Linked DNA regions of Gossypium hirsutum: regions 1 and 2 are each linked to region 3. A link is a contact called in public Hi-C data. All regions are on one chromosome and are shown on one strand. Each heading gives the region's core, a stretch centred on a gene start, on an enhancer-like site or on the middle of the called end of the contact. The rest is flanking DNA. Distances are from core to core; before and after follow the strand shown.

What was found. Hi-C and Micro-C count contacts between places; a contact is called where the count stands out from the background.
Region 1: a contact with region 3 is called in a Hi-C map of leaf, with 2.5 times the contacts expected there. The contact joins the promoter of LOC107962913 here to the promoter of LOC107962919 in region 3. A contact is called at or near these places in 2 of 34 Hi-C or Micro-C datasets (hypocotyl and leaf).
Region 2: a contact with region 3 is called in a Hi-C map of leaf, with 6 times the contacts expected there. The contact joins the promoter of LOC121230631 here to the promoter of LOC107962919 in region 3. A contact is called at or near these places in 5 of 34 Hi-C or Micro-C datasets (hypocotyl and leaf).

The regions. Positions count from the first base shown.
Region 1 is chrA06:39,022,468-39,026,183 of Gossypium_hirsutum_v2.1, forward strand. LOC107962913 (homeobox protein knotted-1-like 3) reads right to left here and starts at 1,914. Exons shown (of 5, transcript XM_016899478.2): 1 at 749-1,914. The coding sequence starts at 1,450.
Region 2 is chrA06:39,002,728-39,006,073 of Gossypium_hirsutum_v2.1, forward strand. It overlaps LOC121230631 (neurochondrin), which reads right to left and starts at 1,493. Exons shown (of 18, transcript XM_041115680.1): 1 at 1,339-1,493; 2 at 1,020-1,233; 3 at 763-925; 4 at 309-445; 5 at 1-67. The coding sequence starts at 1,341.
Region 3 is chrA06:39,422,058-39,425,428 of Gossypium_hirsutum_v2.1, forward strand. LOC107962919 (aspartate aminotransferase, chloroplastic) reads right to left here and starts at 1,312. Exons shown (of 11, transcript XM_016899484.2): 1 at 876-1,312; 2 at 723-782; 3 at 98-292. The coding sequence starts at 947.

The DNA of each region.
Region 1 (3,716 bases), core at 664-3,163, 400 kb before region 3:
TCAATTAAAACATTTTAAAATTTAGAAATTAATTTAAAATTTGAATTATAGTTTTAGATGTTTGGAGAAATTAACCCAAAAACTAATATAAATGGAAACGCCGCTTCACTTTAATCCTCAAAATTGAGTGATGAAAACGCCAATATCCTCAAGTTTAGCAACAAAATTCAAGACAACATTAGAAAACAATTAATTAAAAAAATGTTCCATTCAGGGGCTGGCCCCGAAAGTTGTGAAAAGCAACTTAATTTACTTTTAAAATTTTAAAAAGGTATAATGATTTATTTAATTTTATAATTTTATAATAAATTTATTTTATTCTTTTATTTATTTTAAATTTTAAATTTATATTACTTATCAAATCATTCTAAAATAAATAAATAGAAAAATTAAAAGTCTAAAATATCGCCATTTAATTCCATATAAAATTTTAAAAATTTAATATAATGATAAAATATATTTTTAAAATTTAAAAAATTAATTAATTGCAATGTAATTTCAAGAATTAGAAGAGAGAAAAAAAACTAAAATAATTTATTTTATAAAATTAGAGGATAAAATAAATCTTCTCTTAAAAATTCTCATCAATTTAAAAAAAAAAAAACCTGATTCTAGTGGGTGATTAATAACAAATGTTTTCCAAAAGAGCAATAAAAAAATCATAACTTTTAAAACCCAGAAAGGCAATTAAATTCTTTTTTCATTTGCCACTGGGAATAAATTAGCAATTTGTGTAGTAGTAGCTTACCATGAACTGATCGAGTTCTTTGTCGTCCGCAACCAAGCCCTGGGCTGCGCCGCCAAGAGCGGAGTACTTGGCCACCGCGTGCTGCAACTGAGCCAGCTGAGAGTCGATCCTCGGGAGCTGGTCCACCGGCGTGGCGATCCTAAGACACGACACGTGGGCCGACAGTAGCTGCTCATACAAAGGGTGGGCTAATATCTCCGCCTTGCACCTCGCATTTTGCCAATTCACCGCCGCATCTCCTCCGCTTTGCACCACGACGCCTTCGCTCTTGTTCATGGTCTCGCTGTTGCTGTTCTTCAATTCCCCAGATTCCACGGCGACCATGGAGTCCCCACCACCTCCTGCTGCTGCTGCTGCTGCGGTGGCCGCCACGTCTTCGATGACATCGCTGTGGTTGCGTTGAAGAAGCGAAGACGACGAGCACGATAGCCACCGGTTCGGAGCTTGGTGACCCGCGGCGTTGGAGTCTGAAACAGTTTCTGCAATATGAAGGTTGAGGAAGCTCGGGTGATCAGAAAAATGATCACCGTGAGGCTGCGGTGGTGGCTGAGTCTGCTCCGAACGGAGGAGGGCGGCGTTTAACCAATTGGGACCGCCGGTTTCCGTAAATTGCGCCGGTTGTCGTTGGTGGTGGTGGTGGTCGGCGAAGTGAGGATGGAGAGGTAGGTCTTGGGAGGAAAGGTGGTTGTGGTGAAACGACATGAATGTAGCCAAATCGACTGCGCCTGGATGATTATGAATTCATGGTTGTATTTATAGAGAAATTTGTATTATTGAAGCATAAGTGAAAAAGGTAAGAAATTATTACAAGTACTGAGTTACTGTAAGAAACGTGTTTGATGGGAGAGTTTTGAGAGAATGGGAAAAGTATAGTTTGGAAGGAGAAGCTGTTTTCAGGTCAAGAAATCTTGCTTATATAATGAAAATGGTGTGAAAGCTGAAAGGCCACTCTTTTCATTTTTTCCTTATTTTATTTATTTATTTATTTATTATTATTTATTTCATATTATGAAAAATGGTGGAAGGAGGTGAGAGGGACCAAGACTTTTTGTATGCATTAAAGGCCAAAACTAAAGTGTCCCTGTGTTGATTTGTGACAATTTTAAGGTTGGGTTCCCATTAATTTAAATATTAAACTCTTTGCTGTTGTTGTAATATTGAGGTTAGATTTTGTTATATGTGTAGCTTCTACTTTAATTTCATACCTTTGTAATTTTCAAATTAAATTTATTAAATTTTTCTATTTTCTGCATATATTACTGATAGATATATGAGTTAATAAATTTAAGGGTCAAAATGAAAATTTTAAAGTTTGAAAAATATGATGATTAAAATCAATTCAATTAAAAAACATAGATTAAATCTACGACCTTACGCATTGCACAAAACTAAGGCAGAAATTAACCATTAAAATTTAACTATTATCGTTTGGACTAAGATTAAAATTTTAAATTTCGAAAAACATAAAGACTAAAATTGATAAATTCAAAACCTACAAAAAACTAAATTTTATCAAATTAAAATACAAAAATTAAATTCACAATATACAATACTTTGAACCAAAAGTTCAACAATTAGTCTCTAAAGTTAGTGGATATATGTACGGATAATTCAAAATAACTATAAAAAATGGATAAAGTAATGTTTAGTCTCTAAATTTTGTAATCTTTTTTCATCTTAGTTTTAAAATTTATTTTGCACTACATTAGTCTCAAAGTTAGACAACTTTTCTCAATTTGTTTCATGAAGACAACTTTTCTCAATTTGTTCCATGAACTTGAATTTAGTTAAGAGTACGACGATATGATACTCTGAGATTGTCCTATGTCATCAATTGAAATTTTAAATAAAATATATAAAATCTAAAAAATACCAACTTAAAAATTTAGTGATGAAGCCATTCAATTTTATAGTTTGCAAAATCCAAATTTAAAGATGAATATAGAAAAAAAGGTTATCAAATTTTGTTACTTTATCCTTTTATAAAAGATTGGTTGGAGATCAATAATTGGAAAGCCAATATTTCTTCTTTTATTAGGAAATGTTTTATAATCTCCAACACATAGAAAAATGTCATAGTAGTTATAGCATTTAGGTAACTTTGAATGTTTTTTTTTTAATAATTGAAGGGGAAGGGGTGTCTATGATTTGGTGATAATTAAGGTTTGATTTCAAAACAAATCATTTGTCACTATACCATAGGCTCAACTGGTAGATTAAACCATGATTTTGATATTTTTATTAAATTTTAAATTTTAAAATTTAATTTCTATAATTCAAATTAGATGTTTTGATCCTCCTACTTTTAAAATGTAATTCAAATTGACAATACTTGTTTAAATTATTAGACCCTTAATCATTTTGTTATTATGTAAATTTTATTGGATTGTGTTTATTCACTTTAATTTTTTTAAATACGTTTAGATATGTTATTAGTTCCTATATTTTGATAAAATTTGAAATTTAATTCCTATATTTAAAAAGTTATTAAGTTTGACTCTTCTAATTTAAATATGTTAGTCCAACATTAATTTTGTTAGTATTCTTTGTTAAAATTTGTCAATTTGACATAGTAGTTACGTTGCCCTAATAAGTTGTGATATATGATTGACGAAAAATAAACATATTAACAAATTTTGACAGAAACTATCAACAATAATAATAATTGAACTAGGATTCTCAAATTGTACAAGTAGGAGGATTGAATTTTAACTATAAAAGTATAGGGGAAAAATCACAAATTTTGTAGAACTACAAGGACTAATAACATATTTTTAACCGTTAAAAAATACCTTTAAGCATTATACATAAGCAGTACAACAAAATATTGATAATGTTAACAATATGAACTACCTAAATATTATAAATATAATTAAATACAAGTTATATTGAATAAAAGTAGAAATACAAAAATTCTAAATTTTAGCATTGTAGAGGAACTAAAAATTAAATTTGGAATAGTTTTTAA
Region 2 (3,346 bases), core at 243-2,742, 420 kb before region 3:
ATGCCTTGTGACAGCTTCTTTAGCATCAATTGGACAAGCTTCGTGGCAAGTTCCATCAAACGAGACCCTGCAGCAAGTTCACATATAATCACTTCTCTGCATAGACAGTAGAATTCAAATTGCAAATCCATAACACCATGTAACTAAATAAGTTAGGTCCCTAAAAAGTTAGGCACAAATACAGAATAGAAAACAACAAATTCTCTCCAGACTGAAAGCTACCAGCTATAACTATAATGAAGACTGTATAATATAAGGCCCCGGAAGTGCCAAATTCTAGAAATTTGTTACAGTGTAAGATAAGCTAACATCTGGCAGAGCGGACATTTGATGAGCAAGTAATTTAATCCCTCCGGATTCATACACTGCTGTAAGTCCATCCTCAGAAGCAGTTGACACCAAGTATAAAAATTCATAGCATTCTTCAAGCACAGGCATGCCTGATCTGCTTTCAAAAAAAAAAAAAAAACCTTAGTTACAGAGACTAACAACACAGCAATGGACCATAAGTTTTGTTGTAAAACATTAAAAAGCTATGCATCAGATACTAGTGTGTGACATACACAAACAAAGATATAACCTCCAAAGATCCACCAAATAAATTGAAAAACTTTGAGAAATCTATCTATACTTGTGTTGAAGACATACCGCTTACATCCGAATCCGAGTAACATGGTTAAAAAGCTAAAATTTCATATCATGCACTGCACATTTCTAAATTCATGAATTTGAAACAAAGAGGAGTATGGATAAAAAGCTTACTTCATTGACATTACTTCAAAAATCATTGGAACCTTGGAAACCATTTCTTTCGAAGAAGCAATCTCAGAAACTCGACAAAACGCAGACAGAACCGACACTGACAGCTGCAAATACGCATCCCGGTTTTCACCACTACCACTGCTCACTACACCTTTACCCAACCCTTTTTTTAAACCAAAAAACAAAACTATATTTAAGCATAAAAAAAAGAATTGCAAAATCATATTTTTTTTAAAAAAAAGAGTATGAATTAATACCGGTCCTTAAGAGACGGTCCAAGAAGTGAGGTCCAACGGCGTCGTAGATAGCCCTAAGGGAAACGAGATCGTCGCTTTTGCAGGATTTGGTGACGAGAAGCAAGCCAGCGAGGCGTTGCTCGTCTTGCTCGCCTTTTAGTAACTTCAAGCAATCTTGAAGAGATACTGATTGTGATTGTTCTTCTTCCTGCTGCTGCAGCAATTGTGGCTCCTCCTATCAAAAAAAGAAAGAACAAACATTATACATATGGCAGATAGAATGGAGAGAGCTGAAGGAATTAGTGTAAGAAAGAAAGGAAGAGGGAATGAGAAGGTTTACCATGGAAGCTAAGGAAGGATGGCAGTGCAGAGATTTTGGGTGGGTTTTGGTTCCTATTGATTTGACCCTAGTGGAAATATGTTTGAGGGAGTGTCCAGAGGCGTCTAGTATGGCGCCATGGCAAGGTTTTTCGACCTTACATACTCAATTGGGCCTAATTAATGGACCAGAAAAGAAAATCCGATTATTGGAATTTACAGGATTTAATTTAATTTGTTCTGAGGAAACAATCAGCTTGGATTCCAACTCACCCTAATTTCAATTTTAATATGAAATTATTCAAATAATTTTGAGATCAAGACGGATAAATTTTCAATTAAAATTTTTGAATTGAGTAGAAATAAAATTAAGTTGAAAACGGAAATGAAGCAGGAAACAGAAAAATTAGATGAAATTCAAAGCAAGCTAAAAATCATTTTGTTCTTTACAATTGGGATATTAGGACCATGTCTACTGAGTCAACCTAGCTAATTTGGGATAAAAATCCAAAATCATCACCGGGGTCTTAACCCGTTGATTACTTCCTACTTACAATGTTCTGCAATAATACATTAAACACATGGCTGAGCTCATTAGTTCCATTCACGAAATGAATATTCTCCAAATATTTTATATATATATACACATATATTTTAAAAAAATTCATTAATTTATTCTATAAATGGGATCATACAATTTGAAAAAAAAAACATTCATCATAGGCAGTAAAGTACGAGCTCCATCAACCCAACAAATATTTCAGCATCAATAAAACATTATAGTACATTGACAATTCACTTTGTAACAACTTAAGTTCAATATATCTAAAGTAATTGCAATTATTTAATACAATAAGAAACTTAGCCTCGAATAGTCTAAAGCGATAAGTATATATTTTTTTGAAAAATGTGTAAAATCATCTTTAAAATCACTTGCAAAAGTAAGACTAAATTCATAAATAAGACTTTATACACAAGCAACACCAAAAAACGTGCTATAACAATCGACAAAAACTTCAAAAAATGAAAATTTATTAAACAATATAAAACAAATAAAAAATATATAAAACTTAAAGACGGTGTAGATTATTCTGAAATACTCTAAAAAAAGAAACAGACTAAGAAGTCGGTGGCAGAGAAATTGCTAATGGACAGTGGAGTTTTAGTAACAATAAACACCATCATCTATCCATCACTATTTGTAAAGATGGCAAAGATACTCGCAAAATATATATGCAAACTAAAAAGAGAGAAAACATACCAAGTGAATGAGAAAAAAAAAAGATTTGTGGGAGGGAGAAAAAGACGTGTGCTAACTAGCCCGAAAGTTGACATTGTTGCTAGGCAAAACAAAAAAAGAAGAAATAAACAACTTTAAGGAAAAGGAGAAAAAAAATTAGAATTTTTTTCCCTGGATCTATATATTAATTTCTAAATTATTCATAAATCTCTCTAACTTACAATGTCTATCTTATTACAACAACAATAATACTAATTAAATTAAAATTCAATCAACATTTTCTCCTAAATATTTTTGTATAATAGAACATGTAAATGATAAATTTAATATTAAATGAATTATTCAGTTGATGCAAACAAACAAACCATATAATACACAAAACCAATGATTTGCAACAACAGTTGGTGAGTGGTTACATTGGATATTCGATTTCCTTCTAGCAAGGTCTCCAGTTCATATATTATTAGACGGGAAAAAATAATGTTAAAGTCCATACCAAATTTAATTGAAATTTAAAATGATTTTCGAATATCAAAAGTTTTAGGCTTTTTTATAAAAATAATTTAATTAATTATCAAAATGAACCACTTTTTTAATTAAGTACAAGAATGATTGAAATTTATGGTAAAAGTAGGTGGAGCCAAATGATTTGGTGCCACCAACATGCCACATCAGCAGGGAGTATAAAAAAAATTATTTTTTTGTTGAAGCCATGTAGAATGGCGCCACCTGTATAAATACTAGGGAAATACTAAAATTTCTAAAAATATGAGAAGACTTAAAAAAAAAT
Region 3 (3,371 bases), core at 62-2,561:
CAAGAAACGAAGCAAAATTATAAGCTAATGGCAATGAAGAATCTAGAGCAGGCCATCATTCATATGAATAAACTAGTTTAGGAAAAAAAATACTTACCTTTTTAACCACATCAAGCACATAAGGCTGTAGCTCTTCAGTTCTATAGGCTCCAACACCAAGGTTGAGTTTCAACTCATGGTTGTCTGCTTTGAAAGCTTCAGACACCCCAAGAATTGGATCAGGGGGAGCCATTGTTATACCCTCGAAACGAGACACATTGGAAGCCACAACCATAGAGACTCGACCAAAAGACTGCAAACAACAAAACAATTCAAACATAGAAGCCAAAAAAAATTGAATTATGCTCCAAGTCCCTGTATGCTTTGTACATTTGGAATTTAGTCCCTCGACTTTTCAGGTTTCAAAATTTAAGTCCAACTTCAGTTTTCAGTTAAATTTGCAAGAGTGACATTTTGAAATTAAAAAAAAAAAACACTAACTTGACATTGTGATCAACTTGAATTTAATGGAAAATTTTTAATTGTTTCAACAAATGAACTTACAATTTTAAATCTGAATTGAAATAAAAGTAAAGGGACTAAATTTCAAAAGAGCACAAAGTACAGTAACCTGGAGCATAACCCCTTAATCATAATTACAATTACAATTACAATTACATAACCACACTGGACATAAAGAGTTGATCTTTAAATGGAAATGGAAAAGGGGTAAAAAAATGTACCTTTGCTTTGATGAAAGGATTGGTTTTTTCCTTGTTCATGCATCCACGATTCAATTTTCCCTGTGGGAAACATATATTTCCATTTTCTCAGTAATCAATCAGTATCTAAAACAGAAACAAAAAATGAAATTGAAAGAAAGGGATTAGAAATACCTTGTTAATTTCATGAAAAGAAAGTGAAGCAGAGGGAGTGGCAGAAGCCAAAGAGAGCAGTGTGGAAGCCATAATGAAATCAACAAATTGGTAATAGCAAGGATTAGAGATAAGGGGTTTAGTAGAGGCAAAAGGGGGCGATGGGATCAAAGCGAAAACCTTGGTGGTGGTGTTGGCGTTCAAAATGGGTTTTTGATTTTTCCAGCTAAAACACTGTGAAATGCTCTGCCGTTGGGATCGAGCTGGTAGAGACTCGGTGTGCGCGCTGTGATGAAATCGTCTTTAGGGGTATAGTCGTTTGCCACTTTTCAGCTCATAAGCGGCTTTACCATTAGTTGACGTTGATTAAGATCTCGACGGTTCATGATTCACGATTTTGTCCGATGTTGCGCTGATGAGTGTCCATAACAACGGCTAAAGTATTAGCCTTTGGAATTGGTAATTTTACGTGTTTTGGTATTTATATATATATTTTTTCCACTTCATTACTTAAATTTGAGAATTATGTCCATTTATGTATCCGAACTTGATAAATGTGAAAGTTTAATGACGTGATATTTTACAATCTCGTGTGTTGGTTTGATAGTTAAGATGTTCACTGAACCAGTTGTAACCTGAGTTCGAGTCGTGCTAGTCGCATATAATTCACAAAAAAAATGACGTGACACTGTAAGATTCTATCACGTATAATTTGGAATCTAATTTTGATAGAATCTAACTTCAAGGAGGACGAAGAGGGTGCCAATGATCTTCAAGAGGAGACCCCTCAACAAGATGATATTGAACAAGAGCTAGAAACGGTAGTCGAGCCAGTAGCTAAGCCGGAGGATAAGCAGAACACAAAACCCGTCGTCACAAAGATACCATTTCTCGCACGGTTAAAAGATAAACAGAGACGAGATAAAGCATAATTTGTAAGTTTTCTAAACTTATTTAAATCGTTTAATGTTAATTTATTTATTATTGAATTAATAGAGAAAATTCCAAAATACACTAAATACTTGAAAGAAATACTGGTTAGGCATTAAAGATCCACTATACACGCAGTATACAGAGCTTCAAGGAAAGCAAATTTAGGATTGGAACTAACACCAAAAAGAAAATATAGACGTCCGAGCTTCACTAAAATGGAAAACAACATCAACATCCCGGAGAGAGTTATAGGAAAGCAACATTTCAGACCTAGAGTGGATGATACGATGGATGCAAGAGCTGGACTTGGTGGCACAAGAATTCGCAAGGGAAAATGGTATGCGAATACCAGATTTGCCTCCAAATAAATACGGGCCAATGTAATTTCATCACTAATTCGAGGAGCAAGGAAGTGAAGAAGAAGAAGACGAGAGTGGGGATGATGAAAAAGACGAAAGGGAGGAAGAGGCTATAGAGCAAGACTCCTTGGAGGAGAATGATGATTATGAGGCAACATTTCAGCCGCAACGATCCACGACGAGAGGGCCAGTTATCCTCAACCTAAATCGGCATACACATTAATCGGGTGGAGGCTCTTCTCAAGGTCACATTTCGAGCAAGGGAAAATTTGTTGGAATGCCAGTACCCCCATGGCACAGCGGAAAAAATATATATATATATATATACATTCCGACGATCCAAACCATGGATCCATGTGCGAGGAACGAATCAGGGTGAAAAAGTTTCGAAATTAGCAAAATTTCGATCTGAGTAGACAGTGAAGCCTCGGCAACGAGAATACTATTTTGATTTCGAATCCAAGCCACAATCCTTATGATCCAGACCTCTACGCAATCCACCCAGTTGACAAAGAATGGAAGAAATCCCCAAAAAATATTTTCAAAGATATTTTGCTTGACGGCTGCTAGACCTAATAGCAAAGCTTCGGGTTTTTATATATATATTCACTTTTTAGGGCTTTTCTCCCTTTCTAAATATAACTCCCTTTTATAATTGGTATGTATATATCGAATTAAATTTTAATCCAAACATAATAATCATAATTAAAATAAATAAATATAATAATGTTTTAACCGAAAATTATAATTACATTAATTATAATAAAGATTTCGGTAAACTATATTTATTTAAATTTATATACGAACCAAATTCATATATTAATAGAATTATGTTCTCCTTATGTGTACAACATCCTTGTACATATAATATGTTCGATATTTGATTGCCCAATAAAATTAATAATATAATTAATTTAATTCATGTGACAACCAAACATAATACCAAGTATGTTTTATTCCATTCATTTCAACCATAGGGTGTGACCCTGTAGGTTCTTGTAACGTTAGCAGTAATACTAGAACGATTCTAATGTTACAAACAATGAGTGGCATCTAGCAATGCATCATTGCTACCTAAGTTACAAGAAGTCATGATTCGACATAACCTTTTGTGATTAATCTTTTATGCATTAATCCTTAAGTCCTTTATCTCTAGAATGGACACAAGTCATGGAATAGTCAAACTTGCATAGTCCATCCCATGTTTCTTGATACCTTGAGTAGA